Linked DNA regions of Gossypium arboreum: region 2 is linked to region 1. The links are chromatin contacts, called in public Hi-C maps. All regions are on one chromosome and are shown on one strand. Each heading gives the region's core, a stretch centred on a gene start, on an enhancer-like site or on the middle of the called end of the contact. The rest is flanking DNA. Distances are from core to core; before and after follow the strand shown. Region 1 has its middle 34 kb from the start of LOC128295603. Region 2 holds the start of LOC108480885 (pentatricopeptide repeat-containing protein At2g27610).

Evidence for each region. A called contact is a pair of places that touch in the nucleus more often than the background predicts.
Region 2: a contact with region 1 is called in a Hi-C map of leaf, with 2.0 times the contacts expected there. The contact joins the promoter of LOC108480885 here to the enhancer-like site in region 1. A contact is called at or near these places in 2 of 5 Hi-C or Micro-C datasets (both in leaf).

The regions. Positions count from the first base shown.
Region 1 is chr7:85,077,130-85,081,155 of ASM2569848v2, reverse strand. No RefSeq gene overlaps it. Among protein-coding and RNA genes, the nearest start is that of LOC128295603, 34 kb to the right of the region's middle. Within about 2 kb of position 2,390, at least 1 of the 2 cell types and tissues checked has an H3K27ac peak or open chromatin away from gene starts, as enhancers often do. A contact at or near this core is called in leaf, where this site is marked.
Region 2 is chr7:85,202,817-85,206,799 of ASM2569848v2, reverse strand. LOC108480885 (pentatricopeptide repeat-containing protein At2g27610) reads left to right here and starts at 1,667. Exons shown (of 2, transcript XM_053030505.1): 1 at 1,667-3,983. The coding sequence starts at 2,151.

The DNA.
Region 1 (4,026 bases), core at 1,141-3,640:
ATTTATCAATATAATTGTACTTTTAATAAATGTAAATTTTGAATCAATCGATATCTCTATCATATTGATCTAAAATACTTTCTATTTATTAATATATATTCAACGATTGATATTTTTACATAAAATAAATAGTCGAAGTTTTAAATTTACATCAAACTTGACATGCATGATCTACATGAATAAACCATGAAATATAACAATTAAAATTTTAAAATATTAAGCATATAAATAATTAGAAAAATATGTAAAACTATTTTAAATTATAAAAATATGTAAAACTATTTTAACTTTTACACCATTTAAGTGGATGCAAAGCAAATAAAAAAGTAAGCTTAGGTGGACTAATTATAATTTTAACATGCGGCAACTCTCATTATTTAATATCTCATCAATTATAAATTTAAAATAATAATTAAAACTCACAATTAATTATAATATATAATGAATGGTGTTTATATGGTAAGAGTTAAAAATTTCTAATGCGATAATTAGGAATTTTTATGTATTTTAATGACTTTTTTTTACTTTTGTATTATGGATTAATCTTTTTTAATCAGTGTTTATGTCATTTTAATTTATTCTTTTAATCATCCATAATAAGATTTTCAAAACATTTTCACATTAAGGTTATTTATATTTTTAAATTTTATAATTAATCCTTTAATATTTTTTTATTTTTCCTTCTAATTCAATCTTAATGCTTAAGGTTTTTTTCAATATTTCCACATTAAGTTTATTTAATTTTTTAAAAAATTATAATTAAACTCTTCATATTTTTATAATCAAGGTTATTTACATTTTAATAAGTTTAATATATGGTTTAGTACTAGAGTTTAACACTTTTTAATGTGATACTTGTATTAGTTTTTGTCCAATGTGGTACTTAGATTTGACAAAATTATATATTTTGGTATCCAAAGGTAACAATGTTGACTTTTTATATTTAATTCGCTTTTAGAATTGATTTGATGAAAGTTAATTACTAATATTATTATATTTAAATTTTTCACGATTTTATTAATAGAATAAACTGTTGGGGATCTACCCAATTAAGCAACGAACAAGTAAAAAATAGTGGAAGAAATTAAGAAATTGAACACACATATTTAACATGAAAAAACCATCCAAAGAGGATAAAAAATTACGGGTAAAGATAATTTTACTATAATAGTAAAAAACGAATAGTACAAAAAATGGAGATAAAAACTTAAACCCCAAAACCTGAAAACAAAAAATCTTCAAACGTAAATACAAAATTCTTCAAAATGTTATGAATTCTAATATTTAATAGGTGTATTTTCTAAGGTTAAAAAAGTTTATTTATAGGCTAAATTCATAGGTCAAATAATAATAAAATAATCTAGAATAATCGAATTCAACTAAAATAAATAAATAGAGTTTAACTGGAAGATTATCTCTCAAATTTGACTGAAATATGAGATATACTCGACATTAACTTTGCATTATGAATTTGTCTAATTTGTCAAATACAATTCAATGAAAGTGTTTTAATTCGGATTTTAGGGTCGATTTGATAAAAGTTAATTGATAATATTACTAGCTAATTATGATTTTTCATCAAATCAACTCTAAAACCTGAATTAAACACAAGAAAGATATCTTGTTAGCTTCAGTTACCAAAATGTATAACTTTTGCAAATATAACTATTCCATTGGACCAAAAAATAATGTAAGCATCACATTAGAAAAAAGTGTCAAACTTAAGTACAAAATTATGTATTAAGTCTTTTAATATTTTCACACATTATCATTTTAAAATTAAAAATTAGATAGGACCCACGATAAATTACTTTACAGTCTAATTAAAAACATTTTTATTTTTTAAATTATTTTAAAACAAAAATTTAATCATTTTTATATTAATATTTTCTATAAAAATAAATTTAAAATATTTTTATTTTACATCATCACTTTTAATATTTTTTCAAAATTAGATTAAAAATTGTTTTATATAAGTTTTGTTCCCAAAACATAATTCCAAAATATTTTTCAAAATTAATAATACATTAAATATTATTTTAATAATTAAAAAATAGGTTTAAAATATTTTAAAATTACTATACAAAATTAAATATGTTTTTCCAAAAACTTAATACAATCAATTATTATTTTTAAATTAAAATAATTAATTAAAATATATTTAATATCAAACATAATTAACTAGTTATATATATATAAGAAAACCATTCTTAATTAAATTTCGTTTATTTTTTTAAAGAAAAAGGCTATTTGCTTGATTATTAATTTTAAACTATTATTTACATATACAGATATTCCCTTAGTTTTGGGGTTTGGGATTCCCTAGTTTGCTACTAACTTTAAATGCATGGGCTGCAATCATGACAGATCTGATTCCCACGTCCACTACACCATCAATCTATCTTTTGGGCCTTTCTCTATTTAAGAAAAATCCTTCAAAATGGGCATTTTACCTTCGGTATACACAGCTGAAAAACTTGTATGAATTAGGTTTTTAATTATGATATTAATCAAAATTTTATACTCTTTTTGTCTTATTTTATTTATCTTTAGAGCTCACAAAATCATATAATTATTTATTTTATGAAAATGTGTTTATAACAATTACATATTTATATTACAATTTTATTAATAACAAAAATAATTAATAATAAGTTTTTACGTTAATTATAAAGTGACATAAGTTTTAAAAGTATTAATTGAATATAAAATATTTTAAATTATATGATTATAATAAATATATAAACTTTAAATTTAATAATAATATAAAATATGCAGTAACATAACATATTAATTTAATAATCTGACTTATTACAAATGATTAAACATGATATACTATGCGATACTAATAATATTACTAATAAATTTAATTTTAACTATTTGAGAATTTAGGTTTTAGTATTAATTTTTATTTATTAATGTTTAGTATTTTATTAATATTAAAATTTCATTGATATTATTATTATTATCTTTATATTAATTTATATTTGGAATGAATTTATTTTTATTTAAGTTGAATTTGAATAAAGTTTAAATTTAGTTTGGATTTGGTTGATATTAGTTTTAGTTTTGGGTTTAAATATATATTATATCTAAATGTAAATTTGGTTCAAATATTTTGAAATTTAAAATCTAATTGACAAATCAATTCATTACCTAACCCAATCTTAATGCTTATAAATAAAATATTAATGTATATTATATATGATATTATATAATATTGTATAATATAATAAAATTATTAATTTTAATATATGAAAAGTATAGTGACTTATCACATATTTCAATTAGTATAATAATAAAGCGATAATATACAATATAATTAATATATTATGTTCTATTATTACAGTATGTGAAAGTATTATATAATGAAATAATATATTTTAAAGGTTAAATTACACCATATGGTTAATGTTATAATAGCATTGATCCTTTGTTAGAGGATTCTGAATTGTGAAAAGAGTGAAGACAGTTCTATGGAAGAATAGAGAAGTCAGTAATGGAATAAGTTGGTCAAGAAGATGAGGCAATGGAATGAAGGGGACAATGACATGGCAGATGCTTGACAAGTAAGTCTCACCAAGAACGAGCCATCAACAAATGGTAACTGGAGATTGGCCTTGTTTGGTCATGATAAAAAAAGGGATTACTGTCAGAGTACCTATTGAATCTGCTAGTGACGACATGGCGGTGGAGACAGATTTTGGTATGGGAGAAGTCATAAGGAAATCCCAGTAGTGACAACAGAGAGATGGTGGATGTCATTAATGGAAGGTTATGGGAAATTGAGAATACTGGTTGCAATAGGTTGGATTTGTTGGGTATGGGCGGCATGCTTAGCTTGGAGGAGATGACACATGGAGGCATTATCAGTTACAAATTTATTGAATTTAAAAGCTAGGGAGTAAGGTGGATAAAATACGATTCGATTCGAAAAATATTCTAATTTCTAATTAAATAAATTGAGTTATTCAAGTTATTCGAGTTAACTCGAGTAAGTAATTTAAGTTTCGAGTTCAAGTCGAA
Region 2 (3,983 bases), core at 418-2,917, 130 kb before region 1:
ATATTGAAATCTTATATGACAAATCTTTTTACTTTTTAAAATTCCCTCTCATTCGTTTACAACTTCATGTATTATATAATGTCATCATCAATTAAAATGATATTATATATCTCTTCGATGTCATTGTTATTCTAATATTTCTTTTTGAGATATTTTTAACTTAATAATGATATCAATTTCCATTCTCTTAGATGCTATTTACAAATAATGCTATTTATATATCTAAACTTAAATTTTAATTGATATATAACTCTAACATTGATATAAAATCAATCTCTATTTATATACTTAGACTTCTATTCAAGTTATAACTTTATTTTGTTATGTTAATAAATATGAAAATAAAAATAAGTTAATTATAAAAATAAAAATAATTTAGAATTTTTAAAAATAATATTTTAACCTTAATTATCAGTTATTTTGACTTATTGATAATGACTAAGATTAGGCTTTTATTCAAGTTATAACTTTATTTTAGGGTCAATAAATTATCACAACTAATTTTTAATAGAGTTATAACTAATTATTCTAAATTAAATTATAAATATTTTAAATTTCAATTTAGTAATATGGTAGAAAATAAAGGGTATTCTCGTGGATTCAAAAGTTTTTTAAACTCATGTTTTATATATACTAGCTTCTAATGACACATGCATTACATGTGATTTTATGCTTTAATATTTAATTTATTTTTAAATATTATATTTTAATTGTAGTAATTAATGTAAAAATATTTCTTATTTAAATTATTGAATATATTTAAAATATATTAACTTATCAATTCAAATATTATAATAGAAAATTTTCAAATCTTAATTAAAGCATTTTTAACATATTCAACCTATATTATAGTTTTACTTTGTGTAATTATTGTAAAATAACATTATTCAAAATAATAGTTGATTAACCTAGTTAATTCTAATATGTTATTAAGTGATAATTAATATGTTTAGAATTTTATTTAAGTAATAATTCTATTTTACAATTTACATCAATAACATTAGCATAACTTTTTTACATAAAAATCTTTAACTAATAATTATAATTATAATTATAATTATAATAAAACTTTTAATATTTTATGCTTAGAGATCTATTTTAAATTTAATACAACATTTTTAACTAATAATTATAAATTAAATTATAATATTTTTAAATATGTAATAACTTTCACAACTTCAATTAAATTATAATTATTTTAAATGTATAATTATCACACCTTCTATTTTATTTCAACATTTTTATTTTAAACGTAAATTTAATAATATAATGGAAAGTAAAGGTATTCTCATCAGTTCAACAATTTTTTAAACTTGTGTTTTCATATATATATATATATATATATATATATATATATATATATATTAGACGTAATTGTTGACTTGATTGATAAGAAGTTTGATGTCTCTTATAAGGTTTTGAATTAGAATATTGTGGAAGAATTAAATAACCTTAAAGAGAATTTTACTTCTCATTTAAGAGTTTGATCTAATTTAATATCGAATTTAATTAAAACCCAGATATTGTATAAAAAAATTTAATCAGTGCTTTATCCTAAAGCTAAGACGCTGACGTACACTAATTTCATTTAGTATATTTTAGCCACCCATGACTTGTTATGGAAAAACATAATGACTTTTTTTCTTTTGCTTATTTTAAAGAGAAATTATTTTTTTATAAGAATTTTTACTTATCATTTTAGTTTTAAATTTAAATTTGTACTAATTATTATTTATTTTATATCTATGTCACACTAAGTAACCGAACGAAGATTTACGTTTTCATCCCTTTTTTTCAAGCATATAATTTTGAAGTTACGACAAGTGGACAATATGATATGTTAGTGTATCTAAACTATAAACAATCTCATTAATCAACAAGTGCTTGACTATAAATTCTGAATAGAGAACGAACATAGGTATCAACATTAAAGACAACATAAATATTAAAAAGAAATAGGTTGATGACACTCTTTGCCTTTTTTCCTTCTGTATTAAACATTGGAAACTCCAATGCCCTTCCATGAATTCTACCATTCAAACCTCACTTTTAGTCTTTTGATTTTGGCGTTAGGGTCTAATTTGCTCTATATGTGCAGTATAGTATAGTAGTATGGTTTTTAACAATTTTGAATTAAAACCTCGGTTAGCATGACGTCAAGCCTCTCTCTTACGAGAAATCAAGCAAAACAACTCCTCAAAACTCTCAACAACCCATTCCACAAATTTCTCTCCGTTTTCCAAACCAATGCGTCGATCCCTCAACCTCCAAAGCTTTGTGTTGAATCTGCTTCTTTACGGCACACTCCTCACCTGTTTGAAAAAAGTCCTCAACCAGACCTTGCCCAATGCAACGGTTTGCTTTTTGACTACTCTCGCAATAACAACAACAAGGAAGCTCTAAATCTCTTTTTGGGTATTCATAGTTTTGGTTTACCAGTCGATGGATCGACCTTATCCTGTGTTTTGAAGGTCTGTGGATGTTTGTTTAATGTCATAGCTGGAAGACAAGTTCATTGCCAATGCTTGAAACTTGGGTTACTTGAGGATGTCAGTGTAGGGACTTCTCTTTTAGATATGTATATGAAAACAGAGAATGTGGAAGATGGTAGGAGAGTTTTTGATCATATGGGGGAAAGAAATGTGGTTTCTTGGACTTCATTGCTTGGAGGCTATGCACAGAATGGAATGAATGAGGAAGTTTTAGAATTGTTTCTGACAATGCAAATGGAAGGGATAAAACCCAATCCATATACCTTTGCGGCTGTTCTTGGAGCTTTGGCGTCTGAAGGGATGGTAGAGAAGGGTGTTCAAGTTCATTGTTTGATTGTAAAGTTGGGTTTCAAGACAGTAACTTTTGTGTCCAATTCTTTGATTAGTATGTATTTGAGGTCAGGGATGGGTAAAGATGCTAGACTTGTTTTTGATGGTATGGCAACCAAGAATGCTGTGACATGGAATTGTATGATTTCTGGTTTTGTAACAAATGGGCTTGATTTCGCAGCTCTCGAAACATTTTACGATATGAGGCTTGCTGGTGTTAAGTTTACTCAAATGACTTTTATTCCTCTTATTAAGTTATGTGCTAATCGTAAGGAATTGGGTTTTACAAGGCAGCTTCATTGTCGAGTTTTGAAAGATGGTTTTAATTTCGACCCTAAAATCAAAACTGCACTTATGGTGGCTTACAGTAAGTGTAGCGAAATCAACGATGCATTCAAGTTGTTCTCAACAATGCATGAAGCTCAAAATGTTGTATCTTGGACAGCCATGATCAGTGGACATCTGCAGAACGGTGAAATTCAAGAGTCAGTTAAACTTTTTTGTTTAATGAACAAGGAAGGTGTTAAACCAAACGATTTTACTTATTCTACCATCCTTACAGCTCAACCAGCTGTTTCTCCTTTCCAAATACATGCACAAGCAATCAAAGCTAATTATGAGAAGTCGCCGTCCGTTGGAACTGCTATTTTAGATGCTTATGTTAAGCTGGGAAATATTGAGGAAGCTGCTAAAGCTTTCGAACAAATTGATGAGAGGGACATTGTTGCATGGTCTGCAATGCTAGCTGGTTATGCTCAAATAGGAGACTCTGAGGGAGCTACCAATATTTTCATGCAGCTGGTAAAGGAGGGGATTAAACCTAATGAATTCACCTTTTCGAGTGTTATAAATGCCTGTGCATCACCTACAGCACCGTTCGAACAGGGAAAGCAGTTTCATGCATGGTCAATCAAATCAAAATTAAGTGATGCTTTATGTGTCTGTAGTGCTCTTATTACCATGTATGCTAAGAGAGGGAATATAGATAATGCATATCAAGTTTTTAGGAGGCAGCAGGAAAGAGATCTCACGTCATGGAACTCAATGATCTCTGGATATGCACAGCATGGTCATGCAAAGAAAGCTCTTGAGATATTTGAGGAAATGCGAAGAGAAAACATGGAAATGGATGATATAACATTTATTGGTGTCATTTCTGCC